5 separate regions of the Mus musculus genome follow, and all the other regions are linked to region 1. A link is a contact called in public Hi-C, HiChIP or PLAC-seq and promoter capture Hi-C data. All regions are on one chromosome and are shown on one strand. The core of a region is the stretch at or near the end of the contact, and the rest is flanking DNA. Distances in the headings are between cores, read along the strand shown.

What was found. Promoter capture Hi-C pulls out the DNA fragments that hold promoters and counts their contacts. A called contact is a pair of places that touch in the nucleus more often than the background predicts. HiChIP or PLAC-seq counts read pairs in DNA pulled down with a chosen protein or histone mark.
Region 2: a contact with region 1 is called in a Hi-C map of bone marrow, with 2.6 times the contacts expected there. The contact joins the enhancer-like site here to the promoter of Ube2r2 in region 1. A contact is called at or near these places in 5 of 39 promoter capture datasets (the C10 cell line, the HPC-7 cell line, cranial neural crest and 2 more), 3 of 484 Hi-C or Micro-C datasets (CD8 T cells, bone marrow and muscle stem cells), 8 of 115 datasets of contacts at active chromatin or transcription factors (the 230-238 cell line, the HPC-7 cell line, bone marrow-derived macrophages and 3 more) and 3 of 9 other capture datasets (adipose tissue, liver and pancreatic islet).
Region 3: an HNF4G HiChIP or PLAC-seq map of pancreatic cancer cells shows a contact between it and region 1. The contact joins the promoter of Spink4 here to the promoter of Ube2r2 in region 1. A contact is called at or near these places in 1 of 39 promoter capture datasets (hematopoietic stem and progenitor cells), 1 of 484 Hi-C or Micro-C datasets (embryonic stem cells), 2 of 115 datasets of contacts at active chromatin or transcription factors (bone marrow-derived macrophages and pancreatic cancer cells) and 1 of 9 other capture datasets (liver).
Region 4: an H3K4me3 HiChIP or PLAC-seq map of embryonic stem cells shows a contact between it and region 1, with 22 read pairs. The contact joins the promoter of Ubap1 here to the promoter of Ube2r2 in region 1. A contact is called at or near these places in 8 of 39 promoter capture datasets (the HPC-7 cell line, cranial neural crest, embryonic stem cells and 5 more), 12 of 484 Hi-C or Micro-C datasets (CD4 T cells, CD8 T cells, embryonic stem cells and 3 more), 13 of 115 datasets of contacts at active chromatin or transcription factors (the 230-238 cell line, the SCID.adh cell line, bone marrow-derived macrophages and 7 more) and 3 of 9 other capture datasets (adipose tissue, liver and pancreatic islet).
Region 5: a contact with region 1 is called in a promoter capture Hi-C map of second pharyngeal arch cranial neural crest. The contact joins the promoter of Bag1 here to the promoter of Ube2r2 in region 1. A contact is called at or near these places in 10 of 39 promoter capture datasets (the C10 cell line, the HPC-7 cell line, cranial neural crest and 6 more), 22 of 484 Hi-C or Micro-C datasets (CD4 T cells, CD8 T cells, the G1E-ER4 cell line and 16 more), 6 of 115 datasets of contacts at active chromatin or transcription factors (the SCID.adh cell line, bone marrow-derived macrophages, effector CD8 T cells and 2 more) and 3 of 9 other capture datasets (adipose tissue, liver and pancreatic islet).

Annotation. Positions count from the first base shown.
Region 1 is chr4:41,134,402-41,137,515 of GRCm38.p6, reverse strand. It overlaps Ube2r2 (ubiquitin-conjugating enzyme E2R 2), which reads right to left and starts at 1,495. Exons shown (of 5, transcript NM_026275.4): 1 at 1,270-1,495. The coding sequence starts at 1,446.
Region 2 is chr4:41,366,678-41,369,791 of GRCm38.p6, reverse strand. It overlaps Ubap1 (ubiquitin-associated protein 1), which reads right to left. Exons shown (of 7, transcript NM_023305.3): 2 at 2,862-2,902. The coding sequence starts at 2,895. Among named protein-coding and RNA genes, the nearest start is that of Ubap1, 19 kb to the right of the region's middle. Within about 2 kb of position 1,506, at least 63 of the 459 cell types and tissues checked have an H3K27ac peak or open chromatin away from gene starts, as enhancers often do. A contact at or near this core is called in adipose tissue, bone marrow, bone marrow-derived macrophages and 1 more, where this site is marked.
Region 3 is chr4:40,918,532-40,921,645 of GRCm38.p6, reverse strand. It overlaps Spink4 (serine peptidase inhibitor, Kazal type 4), which reads right to left and starts at 1,590. Exons shown (of 4, transcript NM_011463.2): 1 at 1,491-1,590. The coding sequence starts at 1,551.
Region 4 is chr4:41,347,427-41,350,540 of GRCm38.p6, reverse strand. Ubap1 (ubiquitin-associated protein 1) reads right to left here and starts at 1,545. Exons shown (of 7, transcript NM_023305.3): 1 at 1,310-1,545.
Region 5 is chr4:40,946,876-40,949,989 of GRCm38.p6, reverse strand. Bag1 (BCL2-associated athanogene 1) reads left to right here and starts at 1,696. Exons shown (of 7, transcript NM_001171739.1): 1 at 1,696-2,268. The coding sequence starts at 2,196. It overlaps Chmp5 (charged multivesicular body protein 5), which reads right to left and starts at 1,437. Exons shown (of 8, transcript NM_029814.1): 1 at 1,314-1,437; 2 at 432-536. The coding sequence starts at 1,382.

The sequences.
Region 1 (3,114 bases), core at 246-2,745:
GGACGGTAGAAAATAAGAGGTAAGTAGTTGGGCAGTCCTAAAAATACCCATCACAACTACATGACTAAGATATTCGTTTAAAACTTGTGCCAAGATAACCCCTCCCTTCAAAACAAACGAAAACTGACTCATTGGCCTATTTTACCTAATTTTGGAAATAAAATAATAAATGAATTCCTAAACACCCATTCCCTCTGTCTCTACCCCCCACAACATCTTCACTCAGGGATTCTACCCTCCAAATAAACTGCTTCAGTCAAATCAAGACAAAACAAAACAAAACAAAACAAAAACAGTATCTCCAAGTACTGAACTCAGAAATAATTAATGGAAACAATGTCTATATAGTGGCAGCCTAAGGAAACACTCCACCATGAGAAAGCCTATCACCTCGGATGCAGCTCATCTGTGGGACGACCCCATTTGTTGGAGCTAACCACCTAAGCAAAAGCTTTTAATCTTGTCTCTCGAAAGTGGGAAACTATCAATCTGCCTGACGCGTTCCACCCTTTGTGGATGTTTGTACATGGAGTGTGTGGGGGGGGGGGGGGGGGTGCTAGTAAACTTGGTAGGAAAGGACAAAGGGCATTTTGGAAGCAGCAGAGACTGACTATAAAGTAAATGGAAAACGAGGACAGAAAGAGGACTAAATTAAAGTCCCCTCGAGTGGATGAACAACAAGACAACGGCCAGCACACCACCCTCCCTTTTTTGGCCACCCCCATGGTCCTCTTCCTTATTACCACCTACTGTAATCAAAAGTTGGACTACCACTACCCAAGACCAACAAATCCTCCAAATGTCAGGGCACTAGCAACACGGGCAATGACAGGCTAATATTCCTCCCCCACACCCCCCTAAAAAAGAGAAAAGTCCAATCCAGTAAGTGCAGGTCACCCTGCCCTCTGGGGCAGTTCCAGCCTGCGCAGAGAAGGCTCAGATGGGTCCGAGAAAGAGAAGCTAGACCATCCCTATTTCCACACACCCCTCAGCTGGAGAAACAAAACAAAGGCAGCCCTCCTTCCCGATAGCCACTACCCCAGCCAAAGAGGCTTTTCCTATTTCCCGGTGCAGTCTGGCCTCCCGCCCCCGCCCCATGACAAAGAAAAGGCACTTGGTGAGCAAGGCCTTCCTGCCTCTACGGATGGGGGAGGGGGCTGCGAGGTGAGGAGCCCCCACCCCCCACCCCCGGCTCCCCCGAGCTCACGCTCCCCGCCAGCGGCGGAAAGCCGAGACCGGGGAAGCTGGGCCGAGAAAGGGTGGCGGTACCTTGAAGTAGCCGCCTTCGTAGAGGGTGTTAGGGGGTCCGAAGATGGCCACCTCCCAGTTGTAGAGGTCGGACTCATCCACCAGGGTGATCCGGAAGCCCTCCACCGGTTCCTCCTGCAGGGATTTCAGCTCAAGCATCAGGGCTTTCTGCGAGCTGGTCATCTGCTGCTGGGCCATCGCGGCGGCGGCGGCCGTGCGGGGCCGCGGCCCCAGTCCTCGCGCACCGGCCGGGCCGGACCAGGCCCCTCCCCTCCGCTCGCCCTCGGGCCGGGCCGGGCCCCTGTCTGTCCTCACACGCCTGGCGGGGCCGGACCAGGCCCCAGACGGCCCGCGGGCCCGCCCGGGGTCCTCCTCACTCACGACTCGGGCCGGCCCGGGCCCTCCTCACACTCGGGCCGGGCGGGGGCGGGCCTAAGGGAGTTGGGGGAATCCGCTCCGGGCTCCGGGCCTCCCCCCCCCGGAGGGGGCCTCTACTTATGGGGGGGGGAGTGGAGGTGGAAGCGAAGGAAGGCGGCGGAGGGCAGACGATGGTGAAGACAGGGGTGGGGGGGCCGAGGCGGCCCGGGATCGCCGTGCTCGCTCGCCCTCTCGTTCTCCGCGGGGGCCGGAGGGGCGCACGAGGGAGGGCGCGCCGTGCGCTGGGGTCTCGGGACGGCGGCGGCGGCGGCTGCGCGGGGGGAGGGGCGGAGGAGGAGAGCGAGAGCGCCTCGCGCCGCGGGAGCAACAGAGCAGAGAAGGAGGGAGGGAGGGAGGGAGGGAGAGGAGGAGGGGCGCGCGCCGGGAGGGGGGCGGCTCGCGGCGACAGCGGCCCGGTGCGCGTGCGCGCGCCCCTCCCTCCCTCCTTCCCTCCCCCCCCCCCCGCCCTCCTCGCTGTGCTCTGCTCTACTCTGCTCCTGCCTGCTCGCTTCTCCACTCCCCCCTCCAACCCCCACCCCCAACCCCGGCCAGGCCCCACGGTGGCTGCGCTTTGTGACGCTTGCGCGTGTCCCCCACCCTTAAAGAGCCAAGCGGAGGTGGGGATCAAGGGCGGGTCGCAGAGGATTACTTTGGGCCCTAAGTGACGGTTGTGCGGCTGGACGCCGCGGTTCCAGAGGCGTGTCCCGGAAGGAACCTCAGCTCCTAAGGCTCTCAGCACTAGCGCCCAGTGTGTCCCCTGGCCTCCGCAACCTTCCTGTGAGGAGCCCTGGTCCTCCGCATGCACCCCTCGGTGACACCCAGGCTGTGGTCCTTACACTTAGTAGTGCTTCAGTAGGTTGTGTCTCCCACCTCAGGGGAGGCAGTCTCCCAAAGGAAAGCTAGAGAAAAGCAGGCAAGCTCCCGCTTCCTTTTACCGAGAGTAAGTAGTAGGTTGTGTAGAAAGCGGAGAGAACTAATGTTGAGCCCGATTACGGGGCTTCCATGAGATTTGGGGAAGAGCGCTGGCTATAACTTAGTCTACTTCTTTGCAAAATATTGATGTTGGCCTAGTGTGGCCTTGGAAGGGGACAAAAGCAAAATGATCAGTGTGAGGCCAACCTGGTCTACTTAAGTAGTTCCTTACCAGTCAGTACTACATAATGAGACCCTCTCTCTAAAAACAGACGGCTGCGGTGGAGCTTTTTAACTCTACGGATCTACCTGGCCGTGGCGTGGCTAGGGAGACACAGTCTTCAGTTCCTGGATTAGAATACTCTAGGATTGTTTGCTATAATGGTGGCACATACTTTTGATTCCAGCACTTGATAGGCAGAGACAGTCTGATTGTGAATTCAAAGATAGCCTGGTCTACATAGCAATTTCCAGGCAGCCAGAGCTACATAGAGACCCTGTCTTTAAGAAAGAAAGAAAAAGAAACAAAGAAACAGA
Region 2 (3,114 bases), core at 257-2,756, 230 kb before region 1:
GTCTACAAAGTGAGTTCCAGGACAGCCAGGGCTACACAGAGAAACCCTGTTCTCGGAAAAAAAAACAAAAAACAAAAACAGGCACACTGGCACACATGAAAATAACAGTGCTTGGGGAGCAGGGACAGGAGGAGCCTGAGGTCTCACTGGCCAGAAACTCTAGCCAAATCCACTACTCTCAGTCTTAGTGAGAGACCCTGTGTTAAAAAAAAAAAAAAAAAAAAAAGTAGGCAGTAAGCAACAGAGGAGGACATCTGATGTTGACTGGACTACACACACAGAGAGAATGGGGGGGGAGGGGGCAAAGAAACAGGCAAAGAGACAGACAGACAGACAGACTTAAAATGTTAGGTTAGGGCCAGAGAAAATGGCTCGGTGGGTAAAAGTGCTTGCTACCATGCAGGGTGTGGTGGCGCACGCCTTTAATCCCAGCACTTGGGAGGCAGAGGCAGGCGGATTTCTGAGTTCAAGGCCAGACTGGTCTACCAAGTGAGTTCCAGGACAGCCAGGGCTATACAGAGAAACCCTGTCTCGAAAAACAAAACAAAACAAAACAAAAGTGCTTGCTACCACAATCTCCTAAATCCATGTGGTGAAAGAGAGAAGTTGTTCACTGACTTCCACTCATGCCATGGGCATGCACACACAGGCACATACATCATAATATCAATATTAATTATAGGGGCTGGCGAGATGACTCAGTGGATAAGAGCACTGACTGCTCTTCCAGAGGTCCTGAGTTCAATTCCCAGCAACCACATGTAATGAGATCTGACGCCTTCTTCTGGTGTATCAGAAGTCAGCTACAGTGTACTTATGTATAATAATAAATAAATCTTTGGGTCAGAGCAAGCAGGGACTGAGCGAGCAGAGTTGACCAGAGCGAGTAGGGTTAACCAGAGCTAACCAGAGGTCCTAAAAATTCAAGTCCCAACAACCAAATGAAGGTTTGGAACCATCTGTACAGCTACAGTGTACTCATATACAAAAAATAATTTATAATAATAGTAATAATAATAGGAGATGTAGTAGCACACAGCTTTAACCCAGCCCTTAGGAAGCTGGGGTAGGTAGCCTCTGTGAGTTCCAAGCCAGCCTGGTCTACACAGCAAACTCCAGGCTAGCCAAGGCTACATACTAAGACCTTGTCTCAACATCAATGACACCACCACCACCAATACAAAGAAAAAAGAGAACAAGTAACCGAAAGTAAGATGTGTACAAGTCACGTGTGTCCCTCTACAATTACTGATGCTAGACAACATCCTCTCATGATTATTCAGTAGGATAGTGTATCTGGAAGATCTCCCACCTGAGCTACTGACTGTGAACTGCACAGTTTGAGTGATGTAACACCACATGAACAAACACAGTATTATGCAACTTACATGTGTATGTGTGGCAATATAAATTTTCAAAGATATTTCACAAAGTTTGTAAGCAACAACTGCTGCGTCATTCTGACACAGCTGAGTGACTCCAGCTCAGAAGAGCTCTGCAGCACAAGCTGCCGTGCAGCCTAGTGGACCACTGCCACAATGATGTGCAGTGTCTAAAACCATGCCTGTATGTGTATGCCATATTAGTGAGGTGTCAAAGGAGACAGAGGCAATGGATCCCCTGGAGATGGTGGAACTGGGGCAGTTGTGGCTGATGGGAACCAAACCTAACTCCTCTGAATGACTAATTTATTATCTCAACTGCTGAGCCAGCTCTCCCAGCCCCCAATGCAGTTTTTAAAATGGAAAATCAGTTGTACAAAAATCTGAAGTCTCCGGGTGGTGGTGGCGGTGGCGCATGCCTTTAGTCCCAGCACTTGGGAGGCAGAGGCAGGCGGATTTCTGAGTTCGAGGCCAGCCTGGTCTACAGAGCGAGTTCCAGGACAGCCAGGGCTGCACAGAGAAACCCTGTCTTAGGAGGAAAAAAAAAAATCTGAAGTCTTGGATTCTTCTGGGTAAGTGCCTACTAAAGAACAAAATGGTCTAATCTTAACTATTTAGGAGTCTAAATTCTCTACAAGTGCAAATAATAAAACTTAGTTCAGTGATGGGCACATTCCTTTAGTCCCAACCCTCAGGAGCCAAAGAGATCACGTGTCCAAAAAAAATAGTTTGGGGATAATCTTGATTTTTTTGAGACAGGATTTTGATAATGTAGCAAAGATTTATTTTATTTATTTTATGTAAGTTCACTGTAGCTGTCTTCAGACACCAGAAGAGGGAATCAGGTCTCTTTACAGATGGTTGTGAGCCTCCATATGGTTGCTGGGATTTGAACTCAGAACCTCCTGAAGAGCAGCCAGTACTCTTAACCACTGAGCCATCTCTCCAGCCCCCATAAAACATTTAAAAAAAAAAATACCCTAGGTCCAATACCCAGAGAAACACACACACACACACACACACACACAGGAAGAAGGGGGAAGATGAGAGAAACAAAACAATGAGCTCCTGTGTAACACTCTAAATCTTACTTGTACCTTCATAACGCTCCAACTGACACAGCAAACTGCTTTTGGGGAATGGGGGGGCATGCGTGTGATGCAGGACCAAAACAGACCTCATTAACTAAAGGCTTAGAACCTCCATCCAAACAGATGGAGAAGCTACAACCATGAACAGAAAAAGGACTAACGCTGAAGCACAAGAGGCAGGCCCATGTGTAGCTCTGAAGGCCACAGTGTAAGCAGGCATTTGAAGCAATCCTTTTAAACAACTGCAGGCCCTGAGATGCACATGCTGTTTTGTACAACTCTATATTACTCAGGCTGCTCAGTATAAAGAAACAATAACATAATACTAAATTAACTCAAATTCCCTGATCAAATCATAGCTTAAATCTTAATATTTAACACCACTCACCATGAACATCTGTCCCCAACTTCTTAGAAGCCATTTAGAACCTGAAAAAGAAGGGAAGGTTTCTTAGGCACTATGTCTTGAAACAGTATAAACAAGAGACAAAAACAAACAACAACAGCAGAGCACTAATGTTCCAGGACTCGGTCTTCACGCTTCACTCCCAAGTCCTCCAAAGGAGGCCCAATAGAGGAGAGCTTCACTATTCTTAAACTTACATTTTCCTACTGTGTTACATCCCCATGTGCTGCCTGCA
Region 3 (3,114 bases), core at 341-2,840, 220 kb after region 1:
GAATTGAGCCCTGAAGTGTGTTGCGGGAGAATCCAGAACCTTACACAGTCAGAATTGCTTCCTAGGGGTGTGAAACATTGTCTTTAACCCCAGGCACCCTTGCCTTGACCCAGGTGCACCCTTCATCATTCAACCAAGGCTGGAATCTGAAATGTGTACAAGGACCTTCAAGGCAGGCTGCTTAACATTCCCACTGGAGGAGGAGGTGCTTGGGAAATGGGGAACAGGCATGGGGGAAGGCAGCCTGTGTCTGACCAGAGACTGCAGGCTCCTTCCTAATCACCCAGCTCCCAGATGTGACCAGCACGAGGTGCAGTGCAGTGTGGGGCATGGAGTCAATGGCCCTACGGTCCTGCTGCACACTGCTTTATAATGTGACTCTTGCCTACTTCATCCCAATGGGCTTCTCTGCTTCCCTGTTCTGTTTGTCCTCACCATACAAGCTAGAACATTCTTTAAAGGTTTAACTCCACTCCAAGCCTGACACTGGCTCCCACTTCACTCTGAGGAAAAGGTTCTCACATTGGCTCCCAAGACTTTGTCTAACATAGCTCTCAGCTGCCTCTCCCCACCTCACCTTTCCATTCCTTCCATCCCCCTCCCCTCCTCTCCTGTCTTCTTTCTCTGTACCATGCCCTTCACCCCCCTACAGCCACACAGCACCTCAAACACTCTAACATGCTTCTACCTCAGGGCCCTTGTATTGGCTGGTTCCTCCACCAGAACATTCTTGTCCAAAATACCTTCACCCCCTCACCTTCTTCAAGCTCTCCCCAAACCTGCATCTAAGAGACACCCCCTCCCTGATTTAACACTGCAGTTCCCTCCCAACCCACATCACACAGCTCCATGCTTTTCTTAGCCTTTGCCATATTCTTGTACACTATTCATTGTCTATCACCCACCCACACACCAAGTTTAAGATCTGTAGGGACGGTGCTTTTCTTGTTCTGCTCCTTTCTATGTTAAAGGACAAGAAAAGTATCTGACAGCAGTTTCGAGACTGCTGAGATGCTCCTGGCCTTGAGGAAGTCCACCTCTGGTATATGTCTAACCACCCAAGGCCCCCACTATATGCTTAAGTGGTTGTCTTGGGTCCCCTACTGCACCTTGTCAAAACAGAACAGGGCCCTGAGGGCCTGGAACAAGTCTCTCTTAGCACTCACCACCCCACAGTCAACCTGGGGCCTGACTGTTCCTTCTATCTTCTCAGCCTCCAGTCCATAATTGCTCAAGACATCTTCAAACTGAAATGGCATCCTACTTTACAGACTCAAGGGATGAGAACTTGGCAGGTTCTGGTCCAGAGTCAGGACTGAACCCATCCCTTTTCTCCCAGTGTTTTGCCTACTATGGTAGGATGAATACAGACAGAAGAGCTATGCAGAAAGGCCAGGCCTCACAGGAAGCTCCTGGCCTTGCCTCTGCCCCCACACCCAAGCTCACCCCCTAAGATCAAGCTTCAGAGAGACCAAGTTCTGCCCACTCACCCCTGTCCATGCCAAGGAGGGGAACCAAGGTCAGGGTGACCAGCCACAGATGCATAGCCATGCTGCTTGTGAGCTATGTGACTGCAGTCAAGTGTGGGCCGGGCTGACAGTGAGGTTGGGACCTATTTATTGTGCTGATCTCCACTCTTATCTTATCTGTGACCAGTTGGCAGCTACAGTGTCACCCCGTTAATCTCTTCATCCTGACACCTGGGAAGGGCCTGCTCAAGGCTCAAAGCTGACTTTGTGGTGATATAACGCTGGGCCCTAGGGCAGAGCTGGGGCTGGCAGGTGTCCAGAGCAAGCAAAAAGGGTTTGGACAGGTTGCAAAGCTGCCACCATGTGTCTATTAAAGCAAGAAGTGGGAGGGAGAGGAAGCAGAGAGAAACACAGAAACAGATGACAACAGGGGATGAAAGTAGGGGGCACAGCAGGAGACAGGGAGAGGGGAAGAGAGTCATGGATGCCTCGGCCACTTTGGACCTCACATAAGTGTTTGGTTCTCCTGCTGAGGACTGAGTTTGTGTCTTGGCAGTCCTGGGCAAACGCTTTTCTGCTGATCAACCCCAGTTCCCGTTCAACGTATTGAGACAGGAGCCCACACAAAGGTGATAGTTCTGGCTCAGCTCCTATCCTAGGGCTCCCCTGGGGACAGTGGTGGAGACGGCAGACAGTGCGGAATAAGGTAAAGGGAACTAATTTGAAAAACTTTTTTTTAAATTCTTTTTTTTTTAGATTTATTTACTATTATATATAAGTACATGGTAGGTGTCTTCAGACACACCAGAAGACGGTGTCAGATCTTATTACAGATGGTTGTGCCACCATGTGGTTGTTGGGATTTGAACTCAGAACCTTCAGAAGAGCAGTCAATGCTCTTAACCACTGAACCATCTCTCCAGTCCCCGAAAAGCTTTTTAAAAGGATTTTTTAAGATTTATTTTGCCGGGCATGGTGGCACACACCTTTAATCCCAGCACTCGGGAGGCAGAGGCAGGCGGATTTCTGAGTTCGAGGCCAGCCTGGTCTACAAAGTGAGCTCCAGGACAGCCAGGGCTATACAGAGAAACCCTCTCGAAAAACGAAAAAAAAAAAAGATTTATTTTTATTTTATGAGTATGAGTGTTTTGCCTGTATGTATATGTGGGCACCATGCGTATGTTTGGTGCCTTCAAAGGACAGAAGAGGGTGCTGGATCCCCTGGCTGTAAAACCCTATGCAGGTCGGTGCTGGCAACCAAACCCAGATCCCCTGCAAAAGCAACAAGCGCTCTTAACCAAGCCCTCTCCAGCCCCTAAAACTTGCTTTTATTTTTTTTTAATGTGTTAAACATTTTTTTCTTACATATGTGTCTGTGTGCTTGTGTGTGGGTTTGCACATGTATGAGTGCAGATGCCCGTGGAGCTCAGAAGAGGGCATCAGATCCTCGGGAGCTGGAGTTACAGGTGACTGAGCTATCTCATAGGGGTGCTGGGAACTAAACTTGGATCCTGACGAGCCTGTCACCTCTACCTCCTTTTTTGATACCATGAAGTGGGGACAACTGACTGACAATATCAATATATATATCTCTATCTATCAATATATATCAATATATATCTATACTATCTATATCTATATCACA
Region 4 (3,114 bases), core at 296-2,795, 210 kb before region 1:
AGGCAGGTAGTTCTCTGAGAGTTCAAAGCCAGCGTAGTCTACAAAACAAACTCCAGGATTGCCAGAGCTACACAGAGAAACCTGTCTCCAAATTTACAAAAAAAAAAAAGGGGGGGGCTGAGCTTACTGACCAAAAAAAGAAAAAGAAACGCTTTTAGATTTATTTCATATATCTGAGTGTTTTGCCTGCATGATGTATGTATATATACCACATCCCTGCCTATTAGCAGAGGAGCATCAAAAGGTGGCACTGGAGTTATGGATGACTGTGAGATATCATGTGGGAACTGAGAGTTGAACTTGGTTGGGTCCTCTGCAAGAATGAGTGCTCTGAATTGTTTAACCTTCTCTCCTCGCCCCTAGAAGACCTATTTATCAATGAAAACGAAATGCCTTGTTATACCATCAAATTAAAAAAAAAAAATTCAGGTAACACACACCATGTTTATTCAAATTCCCAAATACTAACAATTACAACTGAGAAGACAAAACACTTTATCCATGAAAATGTGAACAGAATTTGAGTTTACAACACTCTATGATGTCTGTCTAAAAAGTATCAAAATCTCACTCCAGTTCAATACAAAATTGTTTTAAATAATTATATTTCTAAGTCTCAACTCAAAAAACACGAGGCAACAACACAAAGGTGAGGGATCGCTGGTCAAGAGAAATGCTTAGCCTCAAAAGAAAGACACGGGGTTGTTTCTGAGACCCAGGGGTATAGTCCAGGTAATCGCCCAGAAAATTAAAAAAGGAAGAAAAATCTAGAGAAGACCACAGTGATGAGACAGTTAGAGAAGACCACACAATGCCAAAGATATCCCCCAAAGCAGTCACCCCCTGGTCTGATTTCTCTCCCTCATCTCTCGCTCAGATAACTAAATCCTCACATCCCAAGCTCACCCTCAACTCCCCAGCGCGCTACCTTCTTTACTAAATCGGGGTTCCTCTCCTGGACCGGCTCTAGCTCCCACTGAGAGAAATCTTTCCCTCAAGCTCGAGATTTCCACTGAGCCTGTCTTCTGAGCGAATTAGTCCCCTTAATCCGAACTCATTTGCCCGCATCCCGTCCGCCCTCCGCCCCTTCAACTCCGGTCCCGTCACTCTGACCCTTCGCCCAGAATCCGCCCCGAGTCGTCGGTCGTCGTCCGGCTCTTCCTCCCTCCCGCTCCTTTACTCCAGATCCTTTCATCCCTCCAGGCTCCTGGGCGCCCGGTCCCCATCTTCCCTCCTCCCGGTCGCCCCGTACCGGCCCCTTCCCCCAACTCCGCCCCTCTCCCCCTCCCCCAGAGACAGGCCCCCTCACCTGAATGCCGCTGCTGTCCCGAAAGCTGAAAGGTGCTGGCGCCGCCCGGCCTCCCGGGCTCAGTCTCCGCTGGGCTCCCGCTGCCCCTAGGGAGAGCAAACACCACCTCTTCCAACTCTACCCGCCCCGAGCCAGACCGTCACCGTAGCCACCACCAGTACCACAGCCGCCATGTTGAAGGCCTACTTCCCTCCTCCTTCCCCTCGACGCTCCGCCCCTTTAGGCGTCTGACATCATGGCGCCGCACCCCACCCGCCCCGACCAATGGGAGGAGCCGACAGTGACGTAACTAAATCCCTCTTCCAGAGCTGAAGGGTTCCTGCAACCGGGAGCTTCCTTACTGAAGGATCCCTGCGGACCCTAAGGGGAAGAAGAAAGGAGGGGTCACTGAGAGGGTAAGACTCGGGATAAGAGGCGCGGCCAAGGCGAGGACACGCCCAAAGCCTTAGCCGCGAATCCTCTTTGGAAATTAGAAACCCTCTCAGACTCGTAGACCAGTCTCATACTCTTTGGTCTCACTTTCTCCATTTATTTTGAGGTTTTGTTGTTTTTCAGAACAGGTCTCATATATCCTAGACCCAAGTTTATAAATAAATTGGTTAAACAGTAACTATAAATGTCTCTTCAATTTTAATATCCAGTGCATTCAAAGTCGAAACACAATCCAAGCCTTCACTGCTTTCTGTGTATTGGATATAGGCTCATGGAGAATTTATAATTTGATTAAATTAATATTTTTCTCTAAAATTTCATGATCAATGGAAGAAATAAGATCAGAGAGAGTTGACTCTAGTAAAACTCAAAGAGTATTACTGGTATGGAAAGTGCTTAGAGATCAAACCCAGGGCCTCCTAGACAAGCATCCTTAGCTGACATAAAGTGCTTTGGAGAAAACACAATGCACTGCCCTGTCTACTTTTCCAGCCTGTTTTGTCTCCAGATTTTATGTAGCAGACAAGATGGTATTTGAGCTTTGAAAAATGAGGAGGCTCTAACTCTGGGTGCAACATTGTGGGGAGGGGGTCACGGTGAGCAAGGAACAGCAAACTGTCAATTTTTGGTTATCTGTATTTAGTTAACAGATCTGTGGAAAGGCCAGTGAGCAAAGCAGAACTCTGGAGAATGAAAGTGGCCATAATAAGTGGGTGGCTCACACGGGGGGGGGGGGGGGGGGGGAACCTCTACACTAAAGTGAAAGCAGTGAACGTTAGGGAGTAGGAGTGAACTTGGGCAGCTTCAGGAGAGACTTCACTACAACATGCAATACAGAAAGGAAATGGTCAGATTTTCCAGCTCTCTCTCTCTCTCTCTCTCTCTCTCTCTCTCTCTCTCTGTCTGTCTCTCACGTACACGCACACATGCATGCCTGTGGGAGTCTGTGTGATTGTCTGTCTCTCCGTCTGTGTGTGTGTGTGTGTGTGTGTGTGTGTGTGTGTGTGTTTGACTCTCTTGTTTGAAGCAGGGTCTTGTGTAATCTAGACTGGTCCTAAACTTGCAATATTTAATACTGGCTGTCCTGGAACTCACAGAGATCGGCCCATCTCTGCCTCCAGAGTGCTGGGATCAAGAGTTACAGCACTGTATCTGGTTTAAACTAGGCTCTTACCAATCTCTTATTAAGAGAAACTGCAATTTCCTGGAGCACAAGAGAAGAACAAATATCTATAATCCCAGCATTTGAGAGGCTAAGACAGGAGGCTCCAGTTATTCTCAGCTGCATACTGAGACATCAAAACCAGCCTGAGCTACATGAAACACTACTCCTTCCATAAAAATAAATAAAATAGGGCTGATAGTACAACTCA
Region 5 (3,114 bases), core at 447-2,946, 190 kb after region 1:
CAGATGAGAAAATTGAAGCTGAGTGATATCCTGGTTCATACTGTTAAAAAGTTATAAAGTTATGAAAAAAAAAGATACCTATACACCCATAGCCTATTAAGTAGTGTTAGTATCAGAACACTGATCTTACACGCCATATCTAGTCTAACCTGAGTAGCCAGACAACACCCGGATTCTGAGCACAACCAGCTCTCCTCTTCAGAGTCAGACCTTCTCAGCAGAGCATGCCAATTCCCATTACATGTCATCAGCATCTTCTACCTACCACATTAAAACCCAGCCTCCCTCTTGTATATGGCTGTAGCTTCTGTTCCCTGAAGAACAGGTCCTCACAAGTAGCTTCTCTTTACCAGATTTCGTGTATTTTTCTTGTATCCTTCACCAGTCAGTCCCTTCACAGTACTTCCTACAACAGTTGTCACCAGCCTTACCTTAGCAGGACCCTCTCTCATCTTCTTGATTTGATCCTTATATTTCACTAGTTCAGCATCCAGCCGGGAAATCTTTTTGTCAATGGATTCTGCCCTGCTATCCACCTTGGAAGAAAACATCACATGCAGTGGTAATTATTGTAATATGTTTACATGGAAAGGGGCAGAAAGAGAGGGATATGCAAAAGAAAAAAGGAACAATATAGCAAAGGGCAGAAAATAGGGTTTTTCTTAAGGGTGGGGAATTCCAGCCCGAACCATTGGAGGGCTTTCATAAACTCTCTCCCACCTCCTAGATTCTGATATAGCAGCCCTCTCTTGAGGAAAACGATTTGGGATTCTCTCCGCTGGCTGAGATTTCCCAAGTAGGAGAATAGTCAGTTTGGGACTCTGCATGAACGTGCGTGGAATGAACCAATCAACACAGGCTAAGATGAGATCTAAAACCATTTCCGAGATCAGGTTTAATCTGGAAGGGCCAAGATTCAGAATTCTATGCTACTCAGACCCAGGACTAAGGTACAGATATGTTAACCCTGACATGGGTAAGGGGAGAAGAGTGAAAAAGGGTTTTTAAAAGGCCAGGTTAGACAAAGTGGGGTGTAGTGACATAGGGTACGTAGGTTGGAATGTGGGAACCAAAGCGAGGAAGAAGGGGTGGGGCACAGTGGGCATCGGAAAGAGCTAAGTGCAGTAAGGGCGAAAGAATGATGAGATTAGACTGTCTGGTCTCTGGGGTCAGGAATGACCTGGAAAACAGGGATGAAAGGGGTGGGGATGAAGAAGACTCAGGTTTAATGGGCCCGAACCAGGAATGGGGTGGAGTACGAATTCGGGATGGACGGGTCGGAGTGTCAGAGGTATGCAAAGTCAAATGCCCACCGTCCCAATGCAGTCCGTCAAGCTAGGTGGCGGAGCCTTGGGTTTCGCTTTTCCGAAGAATCGGTTCATCTTGGCCGGCTGCGAGGAAACCCAAACACTGGAGGAAAACCAGAAACGGAAGCGTAGTCGCTCTGGTGTCAATTTCCGGCTTCCCCCACCCCATGCGCAGGCGCAGAGTGCTCGCCCGAGTCTCCCGATCCCTTTTCCGTGTTTTCAGCTCCTCCTTCCGGAGAAGGAGCGCGGAGCTCTGGGAGAGGTGGAAAGACTTCTGAAGGAGGGGCTTATGAGGAGGGATAGGGCGGTGCCTTGGCGGAGTGGGTGGGGCTTAGACGCGGCTGGGCGGATAGGGCGGGGCCTGAAGCAGGGTCAGTTCCGAGGGCGTGGCGAGTAGATGGGGCGGAACTGGTGAGTAGTGGGGCGGGGTTGCAAGGCTGCGCGCCCGGTAGCCACCGCTGCGCTGTGAACAAACGCGGCCTGGCGGGTCGCAGCGCCGCGCGGCGACCGCGAGGCGACCGGGAGCCGCTGGGACCCAGGCTGCGCGCCCCTCGGCCTGCCCGGGAGCCGCGCCAGTCGGAGTCCCGGGCCGAGCGGGGCTTGCCTCCCTCTCAGCGTTCCTCTGTGCGCAGTGCAGCCAGCGGGCATGACCGATCCACCAGGGGCGCCGCCGCCGGCGCCTGCAAGCCGCGGGTGAAGAAGAAAGTCCGGCCCCGCTCTTCTCAGAGCGAGAAGGTAGGGAGCAGCAGCAGGGAGTTGACTAGAAGTAAGAAAGTGACCCGTAGCAAGAACGTGACCGGGACCCAGGTAGAGGAGGTGACCAAGATCGAGGAGGCGACCCAAACCGAGGAAGTAACTGTGGCAGAAGAGGTGACCCAGACCGACAACATGGCCAAGACCGAGGAGATGGTCCAGACGGAGGAAATGGAAACACCCAGACTCAGCGTGATCGTCACCCACAGTGAGCGCCAAGGAGGGTTCCGTAGATCGGGTTGGGATATGTGGGTTTGGCCACATGTAGTCTTGGGAGAAAGAAACATGGGTTCTTGGCTATATATATTTGGGGATGTTTTTGCTTAGGGCTGGTGTCAGGACATCTTTCCCTGTGGCCGGTCCCTGGACACTTATTGGATCCTCTATTTGGAAGCAAAGTTGAGTGTGTAACGCTAGTAATCGTGGGTCTTTGTGTCAGGCTTATATTAGGCCTTCTTGTGTGTAGAACTTCCGTGGTTCTGGACATCCACCAGTGTAAAGAGTACGAACTTGGTGCGTGATCCCGCTGTTCCTTATTTACTGAGTAGTGTTTTTGTTGGATGTCATAGAACCGCAGGTTCAATGGGCCGTGAGTCCAAGAGTTACTTTCTGGACATCTGGTTACATCAACACAGAACTAAAAACCTTGGGAAGTACACGAGAAAGCTGAAGCCATGACATTTCCTTAGAATCAGTTAGGAAAGACTAACAACAAACTTTGCTACCTAAACCATGGCTCTATATCCAGCAGTTTTATGAAACTTTGAGATGAATCCCCACCCCCACCCCCCCAAAGGCCTCTTGATGTCTGATCTGTGAGGCACAAATAGGAACTAGGACTCCTTCTGACTCTTGACTGGTTGGGAGCGCAATCTAAAGGTGGATTTGAACTCCACTTACTTAGAAAAGATTGAGTACCTGTTTTAAAACAAAAGAAAAAACCTCTCTGTTGTTGGATTGGTTTCGTTTGTTTGTCTTTGCTAACTAACCATTAACTATGGTGTACATAGGTGTACCCAGTATGAAAGACTTGGAGGAAAACAGTCCCTTGCTG